6 separate regions of the Mus musculus genome follow, and all the other regions are linked to region 6. The links are chromatin contacts, called in public HiChIP or PLAC-seq and promoter capture Hi-C maps. All regions are on one chromosome and are shown on one strand. Each heading gives the region's core, a stretch centred on a gene start, on an enhancer-like site or on the middle of the called end of the contact. The rest is flanking DNA. Distances are from core to core; before and after follow the strand shown.

Region 1 (2,809 bases), core at 170-2,669, 690 kb before region 6:
GAGGATTCAACTCAGATATCAGGCTTGTGCAGTGAGTGACCTCTCTTTGAGTCTCATTTGGCCCAGGATGATCTTGGACTTGTGAATCTCTAGCTTCTTCCTCCTGGGATCATAGCACCATGCCTGCTTTAGTCAATACTTGGGATGGAACCCAAGGCTTTTTGCAGGCCAAGTGCTCTACCAACTTAACCACAGCCCTAAGCCCTCAATCATTTCTTCCTATTATCTCCAATGTGTTATTGCAATAAACGAGTAAGAACATTCTTCCATTTCCCCTGTTCCTGTTCTTAGGAAAAACAAACACTAGACTTGACAACAGAGGCTCATAGCTGACTGGCTTCATTGTAGTGCTTGATACACTTGGCTAAGTTGCTCTGGTAAAAGGCGGAAAAGTTTAACACCCCTGGCAGTGGGTGGAAGGTCCTGTTTCATGGCACAGTTGGAAATTATTAGACAGGACAGCTGGGAGGGCTACTGGAAGCACAGAACAAATTCAGGATGTTCGAGGCTCTGGGTTCCAACCCAAGCACATTGCCCCACCTCAATCAAACAGCAAACCAAACCTGGTGACATGGCTGTAACCAGAGCACTCACGCGGTGGAAAGCAGAAGCTGAAGGCCACTTTTAGTGTGTTTGAGGCCAGCCTGGCTTACATGTCCCCCAACCCCCCAAATAGGACTGGGGGTATGGCTCAGTGGGTAAAGCACTTGCCAACCTGAGTTCAGGTCCCTAGAAACCTCATAAAGGTAGAATGGACTCCACAAATTATCCTCTGACCTACACACAGAGAGACTACACACCTGCTCTCACACATTAAAAACGTGCAAGATAAAAACTTGCTGGGCATGGTAGCACACTCTTTAATCCCATCATTCGTGAGGTGGAAGCAGGTGGATCTCTGTGAGTTTGAGGCCAGTCTGGTCTTTAAAGCCAGTTCCAGGACAGCCAGGGTTGTTACACATAGAAACCCTGTCTTGAAAAAACAAAATAAATAAGTAACTCTTTCTTTGACTTAAAAGGGGAGGTGGGGCGCCATGTGATTTGCACAACTTTTAATCCTAGTGAAAGATTATCCATTAGACTGACTCCCAGATAAGCAGACCAAGAGGGAGATCGGCCAGAGCTAGGTAACAAAGATAGCAAGCTCCGAGGATGGTAGCTTCTTCCTCGCCCTGCTGAGCTGAGACAAAAGCCTGGAGGCTTAAAACAAATGCCTTACATGCTTTTGTCTCCTGCCAGCAGGACTCTGCTGCTGGTCTGGGTCAGGTGTCCGAGGTCTGCTCAGGACGGTCACACAACAGTTCTGAGCCAATCAGCTACTCTGTCTTTCTTCAAACTGACCAACCGTAAAGTAGGGAAGAAAACTCAGACTTTAAACCCCCAGCCTTCATTGTCAACCTCTCTGCTTTGCAGAGAGTCTTTCTCTCACCCCAGATAAATGCCTGTCCTCAACTGCCGATTCTCTCTGCTGCTGTCAGCAGACTGGAGATTTCTCCACTGCCACCTGTCGTGCTTGAGGTTTGTCCTGCCTTTTAGTTAGTGAATTGGCAGAGAAAACGAACCGGATAAAGAACCCTAGACTGTATTACTAGGACTTTGAAGGCAGAGGCGCGTAGAACTCTGTGTATTCAAGGCCAGCCTGGTTTATATAGGCCAGCAAGTTTCAGGACAGCCAGGTCTACAAAATGAGACCCTGCCTCAGAAAGAAAAAGAAAGAAAGAAAGGAAGAGAGAAGAGAGGGAGGGGGGAAAGGAAAGAAGGAAGGAAGGAAGGAAGGAAGGAAGGAAGGAAGGAAGAAGTTAAAGAACGCAGCTTTGTATATATATTATTTTAGTATATATTTGTTTATTTACTTTGTGTGTGTCTATATGTGCGTGTAGAGTTCAGAGGAGAACTTGCAGAAATCGGTTCTCCCCTCCCACCATACGGATCCCTGCAATCTACCTCAGAGCAAGCAGTCGTTGGGGTGGGGTGGAGGATTTTTTTAAAGCCCCCTGCAGCCTCCGTTGCTTTCCACACTTTTAATATCTTACTTCAGTATGCAAATTTTTTCCAATCCTCTGTTCTTGTGGCTTTTTTCTATGGCTCAAACAAGTGGTGGGTCCTGAGTGGTTGTGTTGGAGTGGGGTGACACTCTCCGCAGGTGTGAGCACTCAGAGAGGCAGATAGACTGGGAGGATCACATACTGTTTCTGCTTCGTGTTTGTTCATGTTTGTAAGTATTGATTTTGTATGATCAGCTTTATTTACCTGAGTGCAACGGGGTGTTATATTTGAAGAACCTGTGTGTGTGTGTGTGTGTGTGTGTGTGCGTGCATGTGTGTAGGTGTGTATGTGTGTAGGTGTGTGTATGTGCATGTGTGTAGATGTGTGTGTGTGAGAGTGTGTGTGTAGGTGTGTCTGTATGTGTGTCTGTGCATATGTGTAGGTGTGTATGTGGGCATGTGTGTCTGTGTGTGTACATGTGTGTTTGTGTGTCTGTGTCTGTGTAGGTTTGTTTGTGTGTGTGTCTGTGCATGTGTGTATGTGTGTGTGTGCATATGTGTATGTGTGTGTGTAGGTTTGTTTGTGTGTGTGTCTGTGCATGTGTGTATGTGTGTATGTGTGTCTGTGCATGTGTGTCTGTGTGTATGTGTGTGTGTGCATGTGTGTCTGTGTGTGTAGGTATGTCTGTGTGTATGTGTGGTGTGTCTGTGCATATGTGTAGGTGTGTGTGTGCATGTGTGTAGGTGTGTGTGTGTGTGTGTGTGTGTGTGTGTAGTATAGAGATCTATCTTGGGTATAGTTCTTCAGGAGCCATTCCCCTTGT
Region 2 (2,700 bases), core at 44-2,543, 970 kb before region 6:
AGGATACCCCTGGCTTTGGGTTTAAACTGCTCAGATGTCTGAATCTGTTGCAACCCAGTAACCATACTTACTTAAAGCAACCTCAAAGAGCCTCAGAGGACAGATTTGGGGTTAGAGAAAAGAACAGACACAGTTGAGAGGTGCACTGGGGACAGACACCCGAAGCCTGGGCGGGCACTGGGGCAAGGTTCCTCAGACCCGAGATGGACACACGCGGGGTACAGAGCCACAAGCCCAGTGAGCAAAGGCCAAGGTCAGCCGGGGTTTCACGCAGGGCCAGGGCCACCAAACCCACTCTTCCCCTTCCCCAGTGTAAAGATGATCACTATAGGGAGGGGACTCTTCATAGACACAAGGACGCTACGGGAGTCTTCAACCTTCAGTCCGTGGAGAGGGGGCTCTAGGTTGATGGAAGAAGAACGAGAAATGTCCACAACTCTCGTGAAAGGACTATATTGCTGGAGTGGTGAAATGGGTGTCTGTAACCCTGACTCCTTGGTGGGGCCTGGGGGGCTCTAAGTTGTATGGAGCAATGGGAAGGGTTGTCCCCATTACTCAGCCCAAAGGGAGAATTCTCTAGGTTGGCTGTGGCGGTGGAGAGGGGTGTCCCCGACCCTCACTCCTTAGGGTGAGGGTTCTAGATTGGCTGGGGCGGTGGGAGAAGTGTCCCCGACATACTGTGATCGCCTCTTGTCCCAGACTTACCCTCTCCAGGGTACAGGTGGCCGGCTGTGCCCACCAGCAACGCGGCCACGGCCACCAGCAATGGCACAGCCGTCGTCTCACATCCTCTCCCGAAGCCCATAGCAGTAGGAGTGCTGGGACCCCGGCGATCAGAGCACGCCACGCCGGCCTACTGGGGACATACTCCGTGAGAAGGTCTCTGGAGAGGCGCTCGGGGCCGCACGTCCTTCTCTTCCACGCCCGTGGCTCACAGGCCGCAGCTCTCCAGCCTAGAGGGCCCTGGGGACAGTCCCGGGAAGAGCACAGAGGCCTCGGCCGCAAGCAACACCGTGGCGCGGCCCGCAGGTCACCCAGGCCCGGTCCCGTGCCCGCAATCCCAGAGTCCAGAGCTCACCGCGGTGCGTCTCCTGTCCGGGTCTCCTGCTTCTGCCCTCCGTGCAGCTCTGGGTGGGTCGCGTTGTGTGGAGTCTGAGACAGAGGGACGCGCGCACTGGAGGGCACCTGGGCTGGTGGTGGCGGCGGGAGCTAGGGCTCGACTCCAGCCCGTAAACAACGCAGCCCGTCAGCTGGGCCCGCGCGGGCCAAGGGAAAAGGTGGCGCGGATTAAGACAGGGAAGGGACTGTGCGCTCCAGTGAGGCCCGCTGGGGGGGGAGGGGGAGAAAGCCAGCAGAGCTCGGGGAGGCGTGGCCAGAGCTGGCAACGCCACGCCTCCTCGCCTCCTCGCCTCCTCGGCCCCTTTGCCCCCTTGCCCCGTAAAACCCGCAACTTCAGAGACCCGAGGCTCACTTCAGATTCTTCCAATCCCAACACCCCGAACTGCTGGCTTAGAAAGATTACGATTTAAAAGCTTGTAAGCGTTCTCAGATACCAGTGTAACATAAACACCCAAACAACTCTAAGACTCACCTGTCAAACGTCCGGAGCTGCCCATATCCGCACCTGACACGAACGCCCCCAAAGAGTCCCAAAGTTCCGATTTTAAAACCTAGGGGTCCCCAGATCCCCGCCTGACTCGAAAACCACTAAACAGGCCTGAGGTTCCAGTTTAAAAGCCTAGGGACGCCCCCAGGTCCCCTCCTGACTGCAGCAAACACAAGTAACACCGAGGTTCCAATTTAAAGGTCTGGAGCACACTCTAGATCTCCGCCAGATCTAGACACCCCAAATTACCCCGAAATAACAATTTTAAAGTCTGGAAATGCCGCCAGATACCCCAGGACATAAACACCCCAATATGCCCCTAGATGCCAGATTCAACCAAGCACATTTTGTCTTTCTTTACTCCTTTTTACTATTTTTTTGACTCCCGTGGGGAATTCACTTTAATTCTTTACCTTTGATTCTGTTTTTCTTTACAGCCTATGCTACCAATGTCTTACGAGATTCTCCCAACCCTGGCTCTCTCGAGGAGCTAGTAGGCGCCCAACAAGTTCCCTCCCCAGTGAGCTCCCGCCCAGCAGCTTGGAGGCACCAGCTTCCAGGCCACAGCCACGTGTCCACAATGCAGGCAGCCTGTATTCCCTGGCCTGCGCCCCCTCCACCCAGCACTGAATTCCAGCAGAAATCAATAAGGAAATGACTCTAGAAGAACATAACAAGGCTTCTAGAAACACGTTAGAAACTTCATATAGGATCAGAGCAGACATAACTCCATTTTCAACACACATACCAGTAGGTGGCTGTATGTCTAAGAAAGCCATTCACTAGCAGCCCTGCTCAACCACATCATGAGGCGCTAACCCTGTCGGTGCCTTAGGAATATGTGCAGTACAGAGTCCTCTATCCTTTGCTTCACATGTTCACTCAGACCCGGACTGTGGCTGCTGGTCTGTGCAATGGGTTTGACAATATCTGTAAAAAAAAAGGTAAAAATAAAAGTAAAGTGGCAAGCAATAGAGAAAGACACTTAAGGTCAACCTTTGGCCTAGCACACCACACCACACACACACATAAACACACACATACAAACATATACATAAACAGAAAGAGAGAGAGAGAGAGAGAGAGAGAGAGAG
Region 3 (2,783 bases), core at 116-2,615, 670 kb before region 6:
GTGGTGCCACATGCCTTTAATCCCAGCATTTGGGAGGCAGAGGCAAGTAGATTTCTGAGTTTGAGGCCAGCCTGATCTACAGAGTCAATTCCAGGACAGTCAGGGTTACACAGGGAAACCCTGTCTGGAAAAACCAAAATAAATAAATAAATAATAAAAAAAATAAAATCATAGCTGCCAGCCTTTTTCTAAGATCCATCTAGTCAACAGAGGGGAGTCCCTTAGGTTCTGCCTCACCTCACTCAAGCCACCTGTAACACAGGCCCCCAAACAGTGAGTGTTCCAACCCAGTTCTGTAGATAAATAGATTTGTATTATGGAGCTGGGAATGCTGAACCTGAAAACACACACACACACAAAAGACTGTTTATACCAAAAAAAAAAAAAAAAAGTATGCACCTACACATCATTAGTCACACACAGAAAGCCCCATGCACACAACCACACCCGCAAACACACAGATCCTCTCAGACCCTTACCTACATCTAGTCAGAGGCTTTCTTCAACAAATACTGCAGATATCAAAGGTACACATCAGGACATTTGCAATCCACCTAGTAACCCTACAGAGCTAATCTCACATACACAGCTTTTCTCCTGCCTAAATACACCCACTTGGTATCTCTGCCATCTTCCTGCCCTGACAGAGTCAACAATTACACCCTTATATGATAGATGTGTTTAGACTCACATCATTCTTTCTCCCCCCGCTCTTTCTCTTCCTTCATTTCCAATCTTAGAACACAGAAGGTTGTACAACACAATTCTTTGATTTTACTTATTTATCTCATGTATCCCAGGATCACCTTGAACTTACAAAAATTCTCTTCTTCCCACTTCCCAAGTGCCATGATTCTAGGCATGTACCTACCACCATCCCTAGCTTATTTGGTGCTTGGGATGGAGGAGAAGGTTTTGTACATACCAGATAAGGACTCTGTCAACTAGGGCACAACCCTAGCCACTTAATACAAACCATTGTACCACAACAGGTTTGAAACAGTCACCTTCACAAACAGATGACATCACAAATCTAGATACCTATAGACAGAGATGTTCACAGGTACTCTCAAGCAAGTGGATACAAACACATTCATTTTCTTTTTAAACTAGGACAGAGTCTTGCTGTGTAGCCCTGGTTGGCCTAGAACTTACTGTATAGTAATAGCCACAAACTCCATATGCATATGTGAACTCCACCTGCATATGTGTGGGATCAAAAGCCTACATGGACATCCATGACAAAGGGTCCCTAAGCCTCTCCAGGGTCCGGGAGTGAGCAGGAACACACGCGCGCGCGCGCACACACACACACACACACACACACACACACACACACACACACGAGAACGCATACAGGGACATGCGTTCTTCTGCAGCCCTTCCCTCATCCGCCATCACTGCCGCCCTTTGCAGCAGGAGGACCTATGGAAGCTTTAATGTCAGTGGGGACCCATGTGGACCCAGGAGCCAGAGAGAACTGAGTCCAATCTGGGGGCGGGGCGCACCTGGGTTCCGCCTTGGGGCGGGGTCGACGCCGCGTCGCCAGCGCGCTCGACCGCACCTGGTTCAGCGGCGCCTCAGCAGCTTTATTAGTAACAGCAGCAGCCGCGGCGGCAACCCGATTCGGGGTGGCGGAGGCTCGGCAGCAGCGCAGCGCAGCGCAGCGCACGCAGCCCAGCCCATCAGAGCGCGCGGACCCGGGCGGCCGTAACCCCGGCGTCGCCATGGTGGAAGCGGCGCCCGCAGGGTCCGGGCCACTGCGGAGGACTTTCCTGGTCCCCGAGATCAAGTCTTTGGACCAGTACGATTTCTCTCGAGCCAAGGCGGCGGCGAGTCTGGCGTGGGTGCTGCGGGCCGCATTCGGGGGAGCAGGTAACCCGAGGGCCTTTGGGGAGGGGACCGGGGGAGCCAGGCTGGGGCGCGGCAGGTGCGGGGGGCGGGGCGCCAAGCCGGGGCCGTGGGAACAATAGCTTCGGGGCTGCCTAGGGTCCCCGAGCTTTTGGTCTTTGCTAAGCTGGGCCTCCAAGCTTCCTGCTCGGACGGGGCCCTTGGACTTTGCCCGCCCGGGTCGCTGGAACGCAGTCGGGGGTGGGGCCCGCCAAGAGGCTGTGCGCCTTGGGACCCCGGGATCAGAGCCCCCAGGTGAGCAGGGGTGGGGTCTGCAGACCAATTTTGTGTGTGGTGGGGGAAGGGTCTCCTGGTAGTCCTCTGCTTCCCGCCTCCCACCCCACTCCTCAGACCCCAGGGCCTAACTGCATGGCCAACTCCCCTTTCACACACATCAGAAGCCTGTGATGGTTCCTCCTACCCCCACCTTCCCTATCTACCCTCACAACGTGTACGCGGTGGCTTGGACCCCGCAAGGAGCGTTTTAAGAGATCAGAGCTACAGCTCAGTGACTGGGACACAAACCCTGCCTTGCCGGTGGCCAGCGTGTGTGTGTGTGTGTGTGTGTGTGTGTGTGTGTGTGTGTGTGGTGTGTCTGGGACCACTCTTTCGTCTCGATGGCCCCGTAAAGGCTGGCAGTTGTGACTTATTGCCACATTTTCCTGAGGATTCAGGTAGGCATAAATGGCTCATTCACCAGCTGTTCTAGGGTGGCAGCTCGGGCGGCCAGGCCTTCTCTTATTGAAGCCACCCCTTTTCTCCTCCCTTCCGCATGCCCACAGGCCTGAAGGACTAGGGCCATTCCTACTGGGCAAATGAGGAAGGTGGATTATCAGACCTGGGAAGGCTCTCCAAGTCCTGGCTTTGGGCAGCTTCAGCCACCACAGGATAGA
Region 4 (2,700 bases), core at 154-2,653, 760 kb before region 6:
TGTCACCTGTCATTTGAATAGGAAGCTGAGAAAATGGAAGGATCAGAGGGCAAAAGGTTACCTAAAATTAGTGAAAGATTCTACTATCAACAAAAACTCTGTGTGTGTGCACTTGTGTGATAGAGACAGGGGAGGGGGAGAACTTGTACTTACACATATATGTGGACTAGAGAGATTGACTTCAGGTGTCTTCCTCAATGGGTCCCACCTTATTTTAATTTTTTAAAATTGCATTTATTTATGTAGTGGTGTGTGTATATCTTCCATGTGGAGGTTAGAAAATAGTTTGATCTTTCCACCCATGTTGGTCCTAAGGAATCAGACTCGGGTCCTTGGCCTTTCACCAAGCACCTTTACCCACTAAGCCACTTGGTTGTCCCTCCAACCTTACTTTTTGAGACACAGTCTCACAATGACCCTGGGAGCTCACTGATTCAGCTAGACTGGCTGGCCAGTGAGCCCTTGGGTCTTCTTGCCTCAGCCACCTCAAAGCTAGGATTCTAGATACCCACCACTGAATCTGTCCTTCCACATAGGTGACAGAGATCTCAAGCCAGGTCTTCAGCTTCTGCAACAAGCAGTTTACCGACTGGGTCACCTCTCTAACCACCTGTCTTACCACAAACCATCACCCACTGAGCCATTTTGACAGCCCTAAACTTTCTGAGATAATACTAGATGAAGAAAAGACAAGTGCATATTTAAATTGCAGGCCTTCTCAAAGCACACCCTCCCCCGGCCTCTTGCTTATATAATTTGAGTATCATGATAGCTGGTGTTTGAAACAAGATAGAGAAATGAAAAAGAAGGCAAGACAAAGGTAGGCAGAGACAAAAGGCAGAGGCAGAGAAAATGACTGGGCCAGAGGCAAAGAAATTAAAAGAGGAAAAAATAAATTACGGTAGAGAAGGAGAATGGGGAAAAAAGGAGGACTGGAGAGATAGTTCAGCATGTAAAAGTGCACGGCCAAGCCTGCAGACCCTGGTTCTATCCCTGGGATGGAATAAGGAGAGAACGGACTCCTGGAACTTATCTACTGATTTCCCCATGCGCAACACGGCATGCATAGGCACTGAATCCATTTTTTAAAGAAGATAATGAAAGAGATGGAGAGGAGGGGACAGAATGGAAGAAAGATGGACAGATGGAGACAGAGATACAGATGGAGAGTCAAGATCGGGGGTCGGAGAAGGGGCCCGAAAAGTCACATGGGTGCATGGAGGGTTAGGGTGGCGCGGGTTGGTAGGGCGCAAACAAAGACTGGACGCGCGCCAGCTCGGGTGGCCCTGGTCGGGACAAAGGCTTGGCCCGGGGGCGGGGGGGTGGGGTGGGGCGGCGCGGGGGCAGCGATGGCGCCGGCCGCGGAGGGCTCGAGCGAACTACAAGTCCCAGCAGCTCCCGCAGCGGCCCTCGGCCGGCCCCTCTCGCTCCCCGGGAGTGCCTGGCGGGGCCGCTGGGCCGAGGGGGCCGCCAGCGGGTCTGGCGATCGGTGGGGTTTCCTGCAAGCCTGGGGCGGGGAGACACCGGCTGGCCAGCGCGAGTGCAGCCAGGCCGGGCAGGGGCGAGGGGCATCGGGTGAGTGACCCCGAAAGCGGATCGGGCTGGATTGGGGAAGGCTGGACAAAAGGGGGAGGTGGTTGGGAGGAGACCCCTCAACACTAAGAGCAGGGTGCGGGGCGCGGCCCCAGGCTATCTCTACGCACCCCTTGCAGAGTACATGGTGCCAGCGCTCTACTTGGGGGGTCAAGGTGGCGGACGCGGTGGGAAGGGGGTCCGGAGGAGCTCAGGCCTAGTACGTTTATCCGGCCAACGGCGGGACCACCCCCTAATCTACAGTGAATCTGAGATCCGGATGGGTGGAGGCGCCCGCTAGCTCGGAACCCACAGAACAGAACACCTCCTTGTTTCAGAAGGGGGTTCTTTTTTTCTGGAAACCAAGAGAAGCTTGGGGCATTGTTCTTCCTATGTGGGACTTTATACTCCATAGTGTGTGTGTGTTCAGAAGGGAGGTGTCGTGTTACCTCAAGAATCCCAAGAAAAATCCCAGTTATTGTTATCTTCCACATTCAGTCTTAGGATGTAGAGCTCTGGAAGCTCATTTTCCCAAGAGATGATCGGGGTGCACCTGCCCTCTGCACATCTACGAGACAGATGTGAGTTTCCATTCAAGATGGGAGTTCATGAGGCTGCTTCCTTCGAAGGCAATCTAAAAATACCTTGTCTCCAGAAATCTGGGCGGAGACCCCGGGGTACTGCCCACTAATCTCCAGCAGTTGGGCCTAGGTAGAGAAACTGTTGGGGGAAACTCAGCGCCCCTCTGTGTACTATCTCCTGACTGTGAGGTTGGGGTCAGGTAGGTCTCCCTAGTCCCCTGGAGCCCAGCCCAACAAAGAGTTCACTTAGCCCCAAGGTAGAGAGGTGTTACTCTTTCTCCACATCTGCCTCTTTCCCTAAAACAGTCTTCATACCCTAATCAAGGAGTGTGTGGTTCAGGAACTCCCTTCCCTTGAAGACATTCCTCCTCAGCCCTCTGTGCCCCACCCCCCAGTTCTCTCTGTAACCCCCCAGAGGCCCCCCCCCAAGCTATAGTTATCACCGGCTCTTCACCAAGGGGTTAAAATCCACAATCTTATAAGCCAATTGGAAAATTGCTATATTAACTGCTCTCTCCACCCTCTGGCTGTGGAGTTCTTAGTGATC
Region 5 (2,700 bases), core at 36-2,535, 580 kb before region 6:
GGGGGAGGGGGATGAGGAGAGAGGGAGAAAGGGGTCAGGGAGGGAAGAGAGTCAGAGAGAGTAAGAATGTCTTCCTGTGGGGTCATGCTCTCCCCTTCAGCTTCTTCAATCCTTCCCCTAATTCAAACATAGGGGTCCCCGACTTCAGTCCAATGGTTGGGTGTAAGTATCTGCATCTGTCTCAGTCAATGCTATGAATTTTTAAATTAAGCATATGGGGCAGTGGCATGGTTCATCTGTAAAGCACTTGCCTAGCCATTGTGAGGCCCTGGGTTTCATCTGCAGCATTGTAAAAGACATAATTAAACCTGCACCTGACTTATGCAGGTTGGAGATATGAATAGACTCCAGGAGAAAATGACCTACATTCTTTCTGCCGCTTGTGTTTCCTCTTAAAAAGATCAGCTAAACACGGGAAGCTCTGGGCACATATATCACCTTAATTTTGTTGTCATCTTGGTCTACATAGCAAGACTGTTTCAAACAACCACCAACCAACCAATATACAGCACAAAAAATTAAGGGGCTGGGGAGGTGTCTTAATAGATAAAGTACAATTGTAAAGATCTGAGTTTGATCCTGAGTACCTACATTAAAAAAAAAAAATTGCTGGGTGTGTTGGTCACACCTGTAACCCCAGAACTGCCAGCCAGTGAGGTGTTTGTGGGGCAGACAGAAGGATTTTCTGAGATGCTTGACAGCTAGCAGAAATGGTTACCCCAGGTCCAGTAGTTAGACCCTGTCTTAAAATAAGTTCCAGAGCAATAGAGATAGACTCAGTGTCAACCTCTGGTCTCTGCACACAGGAGTGTTGGGCACATGAGACACACTGACACACAAAGGGAGGATAAGGATGGTCAGACGCCTCCGCAGGTAAAACTACTACTACTTCTAAAACACTGCAGCTACACCATCTGTGAAAGATGGAAAAACACCCCCAGATCAAGCGTTCTCCTTCACCCACTGGTAAAAAAAAAATCACGTGTCAGGGGAAATTGCGTGTAAATACATCACGTCTACAGTTCACGTACTTACATACTTAAGAAGATACGTGCCCGAGGGCATGCACGTGCTCCTGGGATAGAATACTTTGCATACTACACTCTTGCTCAAAAGCCAGCTTTTATAGCAAGATCTCATAGCCCAGTGCCCACCAGCGTTCTGCGCCGCGGGGCTTGGACACGGGCGCCCCCTTGCGGCCCCTCTCGGTCACCGCATTGCCCCGCCCTCCGTGCGCAAACGAGCTAGCCCGCGCACGCCTGCGCACTCACAGGCCTTTTACGACGCCATCAAGGAGTTCCGCTGACCCGCCCGCAGCACAGTTCCGGTTGAGACCTTTCCCCGCCCGAGAACCTTCTCCGGCGCGCTCGGGCCTCGTCTTTTTTTCTGTGCGTCCGGAGCAGCGTTCCCGGGTCAGTCTGCTTTGGGTTTCCCCTGGGGGTGATGCGGGTTCCGCGGTCCCGGCCGGGCGTCCTAGAGCAGCCCAGTCGAGCATTCTGCACGGTTCCTTTCCCCAGCTGGGGAGCCGGACGGTCCATCCTAATCTCCCAAGACCTGGCCCGTGGGACATGCTTTGTAGGGGAGGGTTGTCGGCTCCAATCCATTCTCCAGAAGCCATGAAGGCTTCACCTGGTGGTCTCCATTCACTGTTGTGACTCCCGGCTGCCGGCACGGGAGGCCCAGAGGCTCTCACCGCTTCCTCCTGCCTCCTCCACTAGTGTCCCCATCATCCGTGCAGTTTTCTAGAGACTTTGTGGGAGTATGAGTTCCGACGGGATCTCTTTTAGAGTTAAGGGTCACCGTGGAAACGGCTTCCTTCATGACAAATAGACACTTCCGCCGCTCCCCAACCTCATGTTACAGGGTTGGGAATTTTTTGCACCCCCTCCTGGCTTGGCCTTGGCTCACCGGTGTCCCTTACTGTCACATACTTTTCTAGCTTTCCTGGAGGGGTTGGGCAGGAAGGTCTCTAGGGTAGTCAGAGCTGGAGCACATGCCGGCTAGGGAAAACATAATTGACTGTCCTTTGTCCCCTCTCCATTCACCAATGTCCCGCCCCCGCTTTAAAGACAGAGTGTATTAGTGCTTTTCTCCTTCTTGTTGTGGTCATATATACCCGACAAAAGCAACCAGAAGAAGGAAAGGTCTGTTTATTCGGCTATTGACACATGGTTTCAGGAGCATGAGGCCGCTGGCATTGCATCCACAGTCGAATGCTGGCGCCAAGATCACTTCCTTCTTTTTACCTTAGGGTGGTGATGCCTGTATTCATACTGGGTCTTCCCTCTGGAAATCCAGAGACGTGTTTTCATGGTGATTCTAAATCTAGGTCGTGAAGACGAACCATTGCACAGGGTCTCACTGTGCTCTAGGCAGTCCTGGAACTCACCCGGGCTGGCCACTTTCTGCCATCTTACTGCCTCAGTCTCTGGAGTGCTGGGGCTGCAGGTGTGCTCCTCCAGTTTTGTGGCCTCTCTGTATTCCACCTTTTTGATTGATTGATTGACTAATTAAATTTTTTTGAGACAGTTTCTCTGTGTAACAGCTCTGGCTGTCCTCAGTCTCACAGAGATGCCTCTGCTTCCTGAGTGCTGGGATTAAAGGTGTGCATTCATCATGTGTGGCACCTTAAGTTTTAACCATTCCCCTGCCACATGCCAGCTTCTTAAAAATTACATTAAAATTTTTTTTAGATTTATT
Region 6 (2,700 bases), core at 3-2,502:
ATCTTGAGGCTGGAAGACACAAGTTTCTGACCTGGATTTTAGCATGGAGATCTTGAGGCATAGTGGCCATGAAAAGCAAAGGCCCACGTAAGGTAGTACACACCTTTAATCCCAGGAGACGAAGGCAAGGGGATCTCTGAGTTCAAGGTCAGCTGGGGACAAAGCAGGTCCCAGATCCAGGCTTGGTGGTACACACCTTTAATCTGGGCCACACCTTCTGCTGGAGACCTACATAAGGACATTGGAGGAAGGAAGACTCACTCTTCTTCACCTGCTTGCACTTAATTGCCAGCACATCTGTTGGAGCCTACTTCTACAGAAGACTAGCTGAAACAACTAGCCTCGTGGGGACTGAGTCACTTCTAGATTCTTGGACTTCCATTCACAGCTGCCCATTGTTGGGTTAGTCAGGCTGCAGACTGTAAGTCATCACAATAAATTCCCTCAATAGAGAGACATTCTGTGACTCTAGAGAACCCTGACTAATACAGCAATAAAGGAACTTCCGGGTTTAATCCACCAACGAGGAAACAGGCTTGGCAATACTATATCCCCTCAGAAGTGTCTAGGGCTGTCTGCCCCCATAACCCAGACTTATTTTTCTTGCAAGGCAGGTTTTCATTGGAGCCCAGGCTAGCCTGTAAACTCAGCGGCCTTCCTGTCTCAGCCTCCCAAATGCTGGGAATAGTGGCAAGCTTGGGTTGATCTGTTTCGATTTATGCCTTTTGCCCTTATGTATGTGTATGTAAACCATATGGGTGTACACTGCAGTTGGTTGTGAGCCACCATGTCTGTGTTAGAAATGAGCATTAAAGGTTGGTGAAGGAAGATTGGTTGGTGAAGAAGTGTGGAGGAGCGTGCCTTTAAACGGAGCATTCAGGAGGACGAGTTTGTGAGTTTGAGGCCAGCTTGGTCTACATATCGAGATCCAGGCCAGCCAAGATGACATAGAGCGACACTGCCTCACAAATGGCAAGCCCACGTTTTTGAGGGCATCTGCCCACTTCTCTATGAAAAGCAAAGCACACAGTATGGACTTCATGACGTAGTTCGGAAATATAGGGTCTAAAGTTTTTTGCTGCAGCTCACGAGTGACATAAAACGCAGATAAAACACTAATCCCTCTGCCCGCCTCAGTCTCTGTAGCAACACCCGGCAGCAGACAAACGCGAGCCACGCCCCCGGTCTGCTAACTTCCGCGAAGTGCTCTTGCAGACCGCCTCAGCCTCCGTAGCCCCGCCCACTAGGGAAAGAGCCCCGCAGTGTCCCGCTATGAAGCCACCGCAGAGACGGCGGAGGGTCCCAGCACGCTACGTAGGTGAAGCTACGGGCCCCACCGCTTGGAGCCCCCGCGAGATGCGGCATCTACTGAGACTACTTCAGGCTCGGCGGGGCCAGCCGGAGCCAGACGCCGCGGAGCTGGCCCAGGAGCTGCGAGGCCGCAGCGAGGCCGAGGTGAAGCCCTGGTGCTGGGGGCGGGGCCGGGGCCGGGGAGCGGGACGGCCGTGCTAAGGTGGAGCTGGCCGGGTGGGTGGACCGTCGCGGATCTCAGCGGCGCGCGGGATTTGCGTGCAAGATGGAGTTCAGGGCGGGGGTGTGGGTGGAATTTGAGGAGGGGGTCATGGAGGTGACCAAGGAATACTGACTGATCAGGGGCGGGTGACAGTGAGGTTTAGAGTGAGGCTAAACTCTGGTAAAGCTGCGGCGCAGTGGGTGGGAGGAGTTCGGGGGCGGGGCTGCGATGGCGTGCTGCCCGACTGCGGGTCTGTGAGTGAATATGGCAAGTGGAGCATGAAGAGGTGGTATGTGAGTGGGAAAGCCTGGGAGTGGGGCGTTACGACTGGGTGGAGTGAGTCTGTGGGTAAGGCTGTGGAGAGTTGTGAGGCTGTAGAGTGTGGGCGGGAAACGTCGGCGTGCTAAGCGTAGGGGAGTGGAGGTGAGTGGAAGAGAGGGTGGGGCGTGGATTAAGGCAGAGTTGGTAGCCCGGTGTGTGACATACACCTCTAATCCTAGCACCTGGGATCCTTTCATTGGTGGACCTCTTTGAGTTCAAGGCCAGCCCAACCTACATAGTTCCAGGACAGCAAATGCTGTCTTAAAAAAAAATATCAGCAATAACAACAAAAAAAGTTAATTTGAGTACAACCAAAGTGAGAATCTACAAAATGGAGTGGAGTGGAAGTGAACAGATTAGTTCTCATTATAAGAGCAAACAATGGCTCCAGGAAGGAACAAGAATAGGCCTAGCTTTTACATCTTCATTAGGTAGCTTGGTCACACACTGGGGCCTTGGCTCAAGTCCCAGCAGTTCTGGGAATGCACAACGCTGGACTAGTCCAGGAGAGGGAGCAGTAGCAGGGCCTGAGAACAGCAAGGTGGTAGACTTTGGTCTTGCCTCTGTTTCTGAGCTCACAGCCTGTCTTCCTCCCCAGATCTGTCGCTTTATCCAGCAGCTCAAGGGCCGGGTGGTTCGAGAGGCCATTCAGAAGATGCAGCCAGGTGGCAGAGAGGGGCCAAGGCATCAAGGAACACCGCTCCCAGCCCCGGTAGAGGTGAGGCAGGAGGGCAAGGTGGGGGATGGCCAAGGCTGGCTTCTTAGGGAGGGAGGATAACCTGGTCAGAGGAATACAAGAAAGAGCAAAACTTGGGACCCCTGGGGGCTTGTCCCTAGACTGACCATGTACCAACTGGCTTCACCCA

The links. Promoter capture Hi-C pulls out the DNA fragments that hold promoters and counts their contacts. HiChIP or PLAC-seq counts read pairs in DNA pulled down with a chosen protein or histone mark.
Region 1: an H3K27ac HiChIP or PLAC-seq map of embryonic stem cells shows a contact between it and region 6, with 7 times the contacts expected there. The contact joins the promoter of Rps23rg1 here to the promoter of Snapc2 in region 6. A contact is called at or near these places in 8 of 39 promoter capture datasets (the HPC-7 cell line, cranial neural crest, embryonic stem cells and 2 more), 7 of 115 datasets of contacts at active chromatin or transcription factors (embryonic stem cells, extraembryonic endoderm stem cells and stem cell-derived neural progenitor cells) and 1 of 9 other capture datasets (embryonic stem cells).
Region 2: a promoter capture Hi-C map of pre-B cells shows a contact between it and region 6, with 2.6 times the contacts expected there. The contact joins the promoter of Insr here to the promoter of Snapc2 in region 6. A contact is called at or near these places in 2 of 39 promoter capture datasets (cranial neural crest and pre-B cells), 4 of 115 datasets of contacts at active chromatin or transcription factors (astrocytes, bone marrow-derived macrophages, double positive thymocytes and 1 more) and 1 of 9 other capture datasets (adipose tissue).
Region 3: a promoter capture Hi-C map of hematopoietic stem and progenitor cells shows a contact between it and region 6. The contact joins the promoter of Camsap3 here to the promoter of Snapc2 in region 6. A contact is called at or near these places in 10 of 39 promoter capture datasets (the HPC-7 cell line, cranial neural crest, embryonic stem cells and 3 more), 8 of 115 datasets of contacts at active chromatin or transcription factors (embryonic stem cells, extraembryonic endoderm stem cells, fetal liver and 1 more) and 1 of 9 other capture datasets (embryonic stem cells).
Region 4: an H3K4me3 HiChIP or PLAC-seq map of bone marrow-derived macrophages shows a contact between it and region 6, with 4 times the contacts expected there. The contact joins the promoter of Zfp358 here to the promoter of Snapc2 in region 6. A contact is called at or near these places in 12 of 39 promoter capture datasets (the C10 cell line, the HPC-7 cell line, cranial neural crest and 9 more), 1 of 15 datasets of contacts at CTCF or cohesin (large pre-B cells), 3 of 484 Hi-C or Micro-C datasets (embryonic stem cells and muscle stem cells), 14 of 115 datasets of contacts at active chromatin or transcription factors (bone marrow-derived macrophages, embryonic forebrain, embryonic midbrain and 6 more) and 4 of 9 other capture datasets (adipose tissue, embryonic stem cells, liver and 1 more).
Region 5: an H3K27ac HiChIP or PLAC-seq map of extraembryonic endoderm stem cells shows a contact between it and region 6, with 4 times the contacts expected there. The contact joins the promoter of Trappc5 here to the promoter of Snapc2 in region 6. A contact is called at or near these places in 15 of 39 promoter capture datasets (the 3T3-L1 cell line, the C10 cell line, the HPC-7 cell line and 8 more), 1 of 15 datasets of contacts at CTCF or cohesin (embryonic stem cells), 17 of 484 Hi-C or Micro-C datasets (CD4 T cells, CD8 T cells, cerebellum and 7 more), 14 of 115 datasets of contacts at active chromatin or transcription factors (astrocytes, bone marrow-derived macrophages, embryonic forebrain and 7 more) and 4 of 9 other capture datasets (adipose tissue, liver, macrophages and 1 more).

What each region holds. Positions count from the first base shown.
Region 1 is chr8:3,566,579-3,569,387 of GRCm38.p6, forward strand. Rps23rg1 (ribosomal protein S23, retrogene 1) reads left to right here and starts at 1,420. Exons shown (of 6, transcript NM_001024728.2): 1 at 1,420-1,518.
Region 2 is chr8:3,278,324-3,281,023 of GRCm38.p6, forward strand. It overlaps Insr (insulin receptor), which reads right to left and starts at 1,294. Exons shown (of 21, transcript NM_010568.3): 1 at 706-1,294. The coding sequence starts at 805.
Region 3 is chr8:3,586,085-3,588,867 of GRCm38.p6, forward strand. It overlaps Camsap3 (calmodulin regulated spectrin-associated protein family, member 3), which reads left to right and starts at 1,366. Exons shown (of 17, transcript NM_027171.3): 1 at 1,366-1,875. The coding sequence starts at 1,728.
Region 4 is chr8:3,491,735-3,494,434 of GRCm38.p6, forward strand. Zfp358 (zinc finger protein 358) reads left to right here and starts at 1,404. Exons shown (of 2, transcript NM_080461.2): 1 at 1,404-1,575.
Region 5 is chr8:3,675,192-3,677,891 of GRCm38.p6, forward strand. Trappc5 (trafficking protein particle complex 5) reads left to right here and starts at 1,286. Exons shown (of 2, transcript NM_025701.4): 1 at 1,286-1,412. Gm45231 (a long non-coding RNA gene) reads right to left here and starts at 1,208. Exons shown (of 2, transcript XR_870093.2): 1 at 1,036-1,208.
Region 6 is chr8:4,251,850-4,254,549 of GRCm38.p6, forward strand. Snapc2 (small nuclear RNA activating complex, polypeptide 2) reads left to right here and starts at 1,253. Exons shown (of 5, transcript NM_133968.1): 1 at 1,253-1,455; 2 at 2,433-2,552. The coding sequence starts at 1,273.